Regions from separate parts of the Mus musculus genome. Here region 2 is linked to region 1. Evidence: chromatin contacts called from public HiChIP or PLAC-seq data. All regions are on one chromosome and are shown on one strand. Each heading gives the region's core, a stretch centred on a gene start, on an enhancer-like site or on the middle of the called end of the contact. The rest is flanking DNA. Distances are from core to core; before and after follow the strand shown. Region 1 holds the start of 4833439F03Rik (RIKEN cDNA 4833439F03 gene). Region 2 overlaps 2900026A02Rik (RIKEN cDNA 2900026A02 gene).

What was found. HiChIP or PLAC-seq counts read pairs in DNA pulled down with a chosen protein or histone mark.
Region 2: an HNF4G HiChIP or PLAC-seq map of pancreatic cancer cells shows a contact between it and region 1. The contact joins the enhancer-like site here to the promoter of 4833439F03Rik in region 1. A contact is called at or near these places in 1 of 39 promoter capture datasets (macrophages), 2 of 484 Hi-C or Micro-C datasets (LSK cells and nephron progenitors), 7 of 115 datasets of contacts at active chromatin or transcription factors (the 230-238 cell line, bone marrow-derived macrophages, embryonic stem cells and 4 more) and 3 of 9 other capture datasets (adipose tissue, liver and pancreatic islet).

Annotation. Positions count from the first base shown.
Region 1 is chr5:113,136,465-113,139,164 of GRCm38.p6, reverse strand. 4833439F03Rik (RIKEN cDNA 4833439F03 gene) reads right to left here and starts at 1,353. Exons shown (of 3, transcript NR_166693.1): 1 at 1,188-1,353; 2 at 395-825. The region is part of intron 6 of 2900026A02Rik (RIKEN cDNA 2900026A02 gene); the gene reads left to right.
Region 2 is chr5:113,170,940-113,173,681 of GRCm38.p6, reverse strand. The region is part of intron 6 of 2900026A02Rik (RIKEN cDNA 2900026A02 gene); the gene reads left to right. Among named protein-coding and RNA genes, the nearest start is that of Gm42161, 27 kb to the right of the region's middle. Within about 2 kb of position 1,286, at least 22 of the 459 cell types and tissues checked have an H3K27ac peak or open chromatin away from gene starts, as enhancers often do. A contact at or near this core is called in pancreatic cancer cells and pancreatic islet, where this site is marked.

The DNA of each region.
Region 1 (2,700 bases), core at 104-2,603:
TTGTGCCCAGCCTAGGAAAGGGGGCAGATGCTGTGCCCCCAAGTTGCCATGGCAACCCTGCTTGTACCAAAATGCAGGCACCTCAGCCCCAGACCCACCCTTGAGGGAAGCTCAGGGCAGGTCACCTGCGTCCTCCATCCTCGAGGAGAGGCAGCAGGGACTGCTGAGCGGATAAGAGGGGGAAGGAGCTTGGTGGGGGAGGCTTAGCTGCTTAGCTCCGCAAGGAGATGGAAGCCGAAGGGCGCTGCCGCTGCCGGGAGAGGGAGACAGACTGACAGCCAGCCACAGGTCCTCAGACTTCACCTGAAGCCCTGGAGGCTCGTGCGGCAGCGGCCCCTCCACCTCCCCGGGGCAGCCGCCTCCCACGTACATGCCCCCACACGCGCGCACTCACCCGCGTTCCTGCACGGTGCTGCCTGGGGTGGGTAAGCAGTCTGGCACATGAAGTCCCCGAGGGACAGCGAGCGAGCGAGTTGAGACTTAGGGGGAGAAAAAAAAACAAAACAAAAAAAAAAAAACTGGGGCTGACGCCAGCTCCCTGGGCGGCCACCTCCCGAGGCCCCTCCTGCATTCCTGGGCTGTGCACCCCTCGCCAAGACAGGGGGCTGATGTCATTCCGGGCTGCCGGGCCAGGGGACCCGGGCTGGGTGGCTGCCTCTCCGGAAGTGAGCGCGCTGCCTGCTGGGCGGCAGGTTCAGTCGGCTTCGGGTTTGGAGTCTCCAGCCTGAGGACTGGAGATCTGCCTAGTTCAGACGAGAAGAGCCTGGAGAGAGAGCTGGCCGGCGGCGGTGGGCGGTGGCTCCCAGGTGTGCATGGGAGTTCTCCCTGCATGGACGGAGGAAGTGAGTTGGGGGTGCCAGCCCCCTCGCCCAGTTCTTCACAGCCACCTGCCCCTTGACTTCATCAGGGTTGGCCCCAGGGACTAGAACTGGACGACCTGGTTGGTTGACTCTAGGCTCCTGCTGGTGACCCCCTGCTGACCCGTCCCGTCCCTGTTTCGTGACCCGCACGGATGCCTGTCGGGCGATGTTTACTTTACTTGCGCTGATGTTCTCTGCCGGGCTTCCCATCGGAGCCCAGAACTTCTCCCCAAGGACGGTCACCGACAGAAGGACCAGGACCCTGGCAGTGTCGGCCTCCTAACTGCCTCCGCCTGCCCCCTCCTCCAGGCTGGCCCTATGGAGTACCTGGGCGACAAGCTTTCAGTGGCCCAGACACACATGACTCAGTGGGTTGGCACGGTGAGGCGGTCCTTCCAGGAGGCTCTGCACTTGGTGACGGCCACGGTGGGCACCGAGCGGAGCGGGGAGTCCGCCGCTCGCACCCCGTTCAAGCGCACCTCCTCCTTCAGACACCTGGCCTCTCGGAGCCGAGAGTCCTTCCGCCGCTTCTCCGCACGCAGCCAACAGAGGTTCTCATCCCTCCGGAAGAGACAGCCAGACTCTGAGGCCCCTGATCTTGTAAGCTTGGGGATAGATGTGTGTGGTTTAAAATAGCAGGGCAACCCTGGGAAGGTCCCTTCCCTCGGACTCCTGAGAGGGGGCCAACTCGTAGAAGCCTCAGGGGAGGACTTTTCCTATCAGTGATGATGGCCTTGGGATACTGAGGGGGATGTAGGCTGGGTTGGCTGCTCTGCAGGTGCAGCACCCACTGCTTGAAGCTGGTGGGGAACGGACTCCGGGCTCCTTGTCTGTGAGCAGGGCTGTGTGGGGGTTGGGGGGGCACTGCTGTCCCCACGGCATGCCGGCATCTCTATTTTTAGGGAAGCTTACTTGACACCTGCTCTATCTCCTCTTGCCCTCCCAGGGTGACCAAGTGGTCTCATTGCCTGTGTGCTGATTTAAGGCGGTTGCCTGGTTGCCACTGTTCAAAAGTGAGACACTGAGTGACTTCCGAGGGGAGGAGCTGTAGGGGACTGGGTGGAAGGTGATGGCAGGTCCTGCCAGCCTGGGAGCTTGGACTTGTGTGAAGAGCCCGGCCATTGTGGAGCGCCCAGGCCCAGCTATTGGGTTCTATGCTGTGAGACCAGGGTAATCATAGCCAGTGAGTGTAATCTGGAGTGATATGAGGCGGGTCTGGAGACAGAACGGTGACCTCGTGGGCATGCGCAGCAAGGTGCGGGAAGTCTGGCTGGGAGAGAGAAGCAGGAAGAACACTTCCCTGCCCAACTCTTGGCAGATGGTTTCTGGGACCTCTAATGACTTCGGGGACACTAACGTCACCAACCAGAACGAAGCTTAGTTGCAGTGCCCAATGTCTTCAGATAGCTGGCCTCTGCCCTGGGCTGAGTTGTCCCAGTTTTCAGGGGCGTTCGAGGCCAGACATGGGTTCAGTTATCCCTTTTTGTCCCCAGAGCCAGTGTGGTTATGAGACAGTGTTGGGCAGGGGAATGCAGCTGTCCGCAGAGACCAGGGGACTCAGCAGGGCGCACACAGCCACTGAGCCACTAGGCAGGGGCTCACCCAGGCCAGAAGCCATGCTGTGAGGCTGATCAGGGGTGACTCCTTGTGTGGGAGTCTGCACTCCTTTGGGTCTTGAGTGCTCGCCCATTCTCCGCGAAGGAAGAGCTCGTTCTGTGTCAGCTTGTCTGTCTCCTCCTGCCCCGTTCCCCAGAATCCTCTCCAGGAACACTAGCTCTGTTCCCTGACCTCTGCCCTAGCTCTTCTTGGGCTGTGTGACTTTGGATGCTGCCCTAAGTCT
Region 2 (2,742 bases), core at 37-2,536, 35 kb before region 1:
GTCTTTGAGGACCCTTTTTTTCCCCAGGAGCCCTGGGTGACTTCCCTTGGCTCCTCTCTCTGGCTCCCTCCGAGTCCCACGAGCCGTGCCTGAGGCCTGTGGGACAACTCAGCCCTGCAGGACTGGGCTTTCTTCAGTCTCAGGCCTGCAGGGTTGGGAAGCAGCCACTAGGGGGCAGCAGTGCCCAGCCCACTCCTGGCTCCTCCCACAGCCTGTGATGGACACGCAGTGACTCTGGGGACTCATTTTCACCTGTGGAACAGAGCAAATGTCTTTTCATTAATACTTGGCCGAGGAAGCTCCTTCCTATCATCTCCACCTCTCCTTTCCCTCTCCCTCTTCCTCTTCCTCTCCTGCTTACCCCCTTCTTGGTATAAAAGGGGGAAACCGAGGCCCACAGAGAGGACCCTACTTGGTTAGGGTAGCCTTCCAGGAGAGTTTAGGGATTCAGTCACGGCTCTGTGCTTGCCTGAAGTGCTCAGGAAAGTCTGGTGAATGTCTGTTAGTCTGTCTGGCGCATGTTGTCCATTTGTCTGGTGAATGTCTGTCTGTTAGTCTGTCTGGTAAATGTCTGTCTGGTAAATGTCTGTCTGTTAGTCTGTCTGGTGAATGTGGTCCATTAGTCTGTCTGGTGAATGTCGGCCATCAGTCTGTCCATAACTTCATGCTGTCATTCACTCCCCTGGCCTGAAGCACTCTGTGTAGCCAAGGATAACCTCACACACTATTTCTCCTGTGTTGAGAGTACAGGTGTGTGCGGCCATGCCCCGTTTGTGAGTCCTAGGGCCTGATAGATGCCAGACCAGCACTCTGCCAGCCAAGCTACATTCTGGCGCCCAATCTCTGTGCTTTGAACCTGCCTTGGGATTTGTCTGCCCTTACTTGAGAGCCACCCACCTCCCCTGCCATTCAAGCAAACACATTCCATCCTGCTAAAAAGAAAATTAAGGTTCAGAGGGGCTCAGCCACCTGCCTTAGGCCACACAGCATTAAGAATAGTTAGACCAGGGGCCCACATGCCTTGCCTGAAACTTGGGCCCTTCCCAGGACTATGCTGGGTGGGCTGTCAGTGTGTGCCTGTGTGCCTCTGTGTGTGTGTGTGTGTGTGTGTGTGTGTGTGCAATCCCCTGCCAGCACCCTGCTGCAGCCCCTTCAGGACAGGAGACACCCGGGGCTCAGCTAGGGTTGGCCATGGCTGTTCTGTCTGTCACACTCTAAGCCAGCTGGGGACCCACAGGGCTGATTGATTGGTATATCTGCACTGCCCCACCCAGCACTGCTGGTCATGGGACTGCTCACCGGCTGCCCTGCAGGGCAGAGGGAGGCGGCCACATGCTCTGCCCACACTGTGGGTGCCACCCGCACGGCCAGGTGCTTTCTGTTGTTTGCACCTGCGAGCTGCCCTCCTGGGAAAGGAAGATGTCTGCTGTCTCAGGGGTTTTAGCTGAGGCCTGGGACGATGGGAAATAACCTCGCCTGGTCCTGTGGTGCTTCCTCCCTCAGGGGTGGCCACCCTTCTGCTCGGGGTTTATGATCTCCAAGGGGTTATAGAACAAGATGACTCAGTGTGGACCCTGACCTTGGGCACAGTTTACCCAGCAGCCCCTCCTGTAACAGTAAAGTCACAAGGCTTTACTGGGGTTCTGGGGTTTCCACAGTGCCACAGACTTCTGGAAAGGGATGGGGGCGCAGGGAGAGGGATATGGGGGAGTGGGGACTGGGAAGAGGGGTGTGAGAGGAGGAGGGACTGGGGAGAGGGATGTGGGGGGCTGTTTCTTGTTAGGCCAGCAAGGGCTTCTTTGAGGAAGTGACTCAGGGTGGAGCATGTCAAAGAATCAGAGGCAGGTGACAGGAACAAAGGTCTTGGGACTTATTTCGTTTGATTATGATGGTGATGATGACAGTTTTGAGTGAGAGATTATTGGAGCTGAAGTGGAGAGGGTGATCCTTGGTAGCAGGATGAGGGTCATGTCTTAATCAGTGTTTCTATTCCTATATAAAACATTATGACCAAGAAGCAAGTTGGGGAGGAAAGGGTTTATTCAGCTTACATTTCCACATTGCTGTTCATCACCAAAGGAAGTCAGGACAGGAACTCAAGCAGGGCAGGAACCTGGAGGCAGGAGCTGATGCAGAGGCCATGGAGGGGTGATGCTTACTGGCTTACTTCCTCTGGCTTGTTCAGCTTGCTTTCTTATAGAACCCAGGACCACCAGCCCAGGGATGGTCCCACCCACAAGGGGCCTTTCCCCCTTGATCACTAATTGAGAAAATGTCTTACAGCTGGATCTCATGGAGGCATTTCCTCAAGGGAGGCTCCTTTCTCTGTGATAACTCCAGCCTGTGTCAAGTTGACACACAAAGCCAGCCAGTACAGGTTGGATCATATAGAACTTACTAAATGAATCTTGCTCATATCTATATGAGATCCCATATATGGGATTTATTAGAATGGCTTACAAGCTACAGTCCAGCTTGTCCAACTATGGCTGTCTGCCACCAGGAAGTCCAGGCATCTAGTAGCTGCTCAGTCCACGAGGCTGGATGTTGCAGCTGGTCTTCGAGGCCAGCCTGGTCTACAGAGTGAGCTCCAGGACAGCCAGGGCTACACAGAGAAACCCTGTCTCGGGAAACCCAAGGGAAGAAAGTGGGTGTTCTACTTCCAATGATTTAACTGAGGAAAAGTCCCTCACAGGTGTGCCTAGTCACTTGGGTTTTAGTTAATTCCCGATATAGTCAACT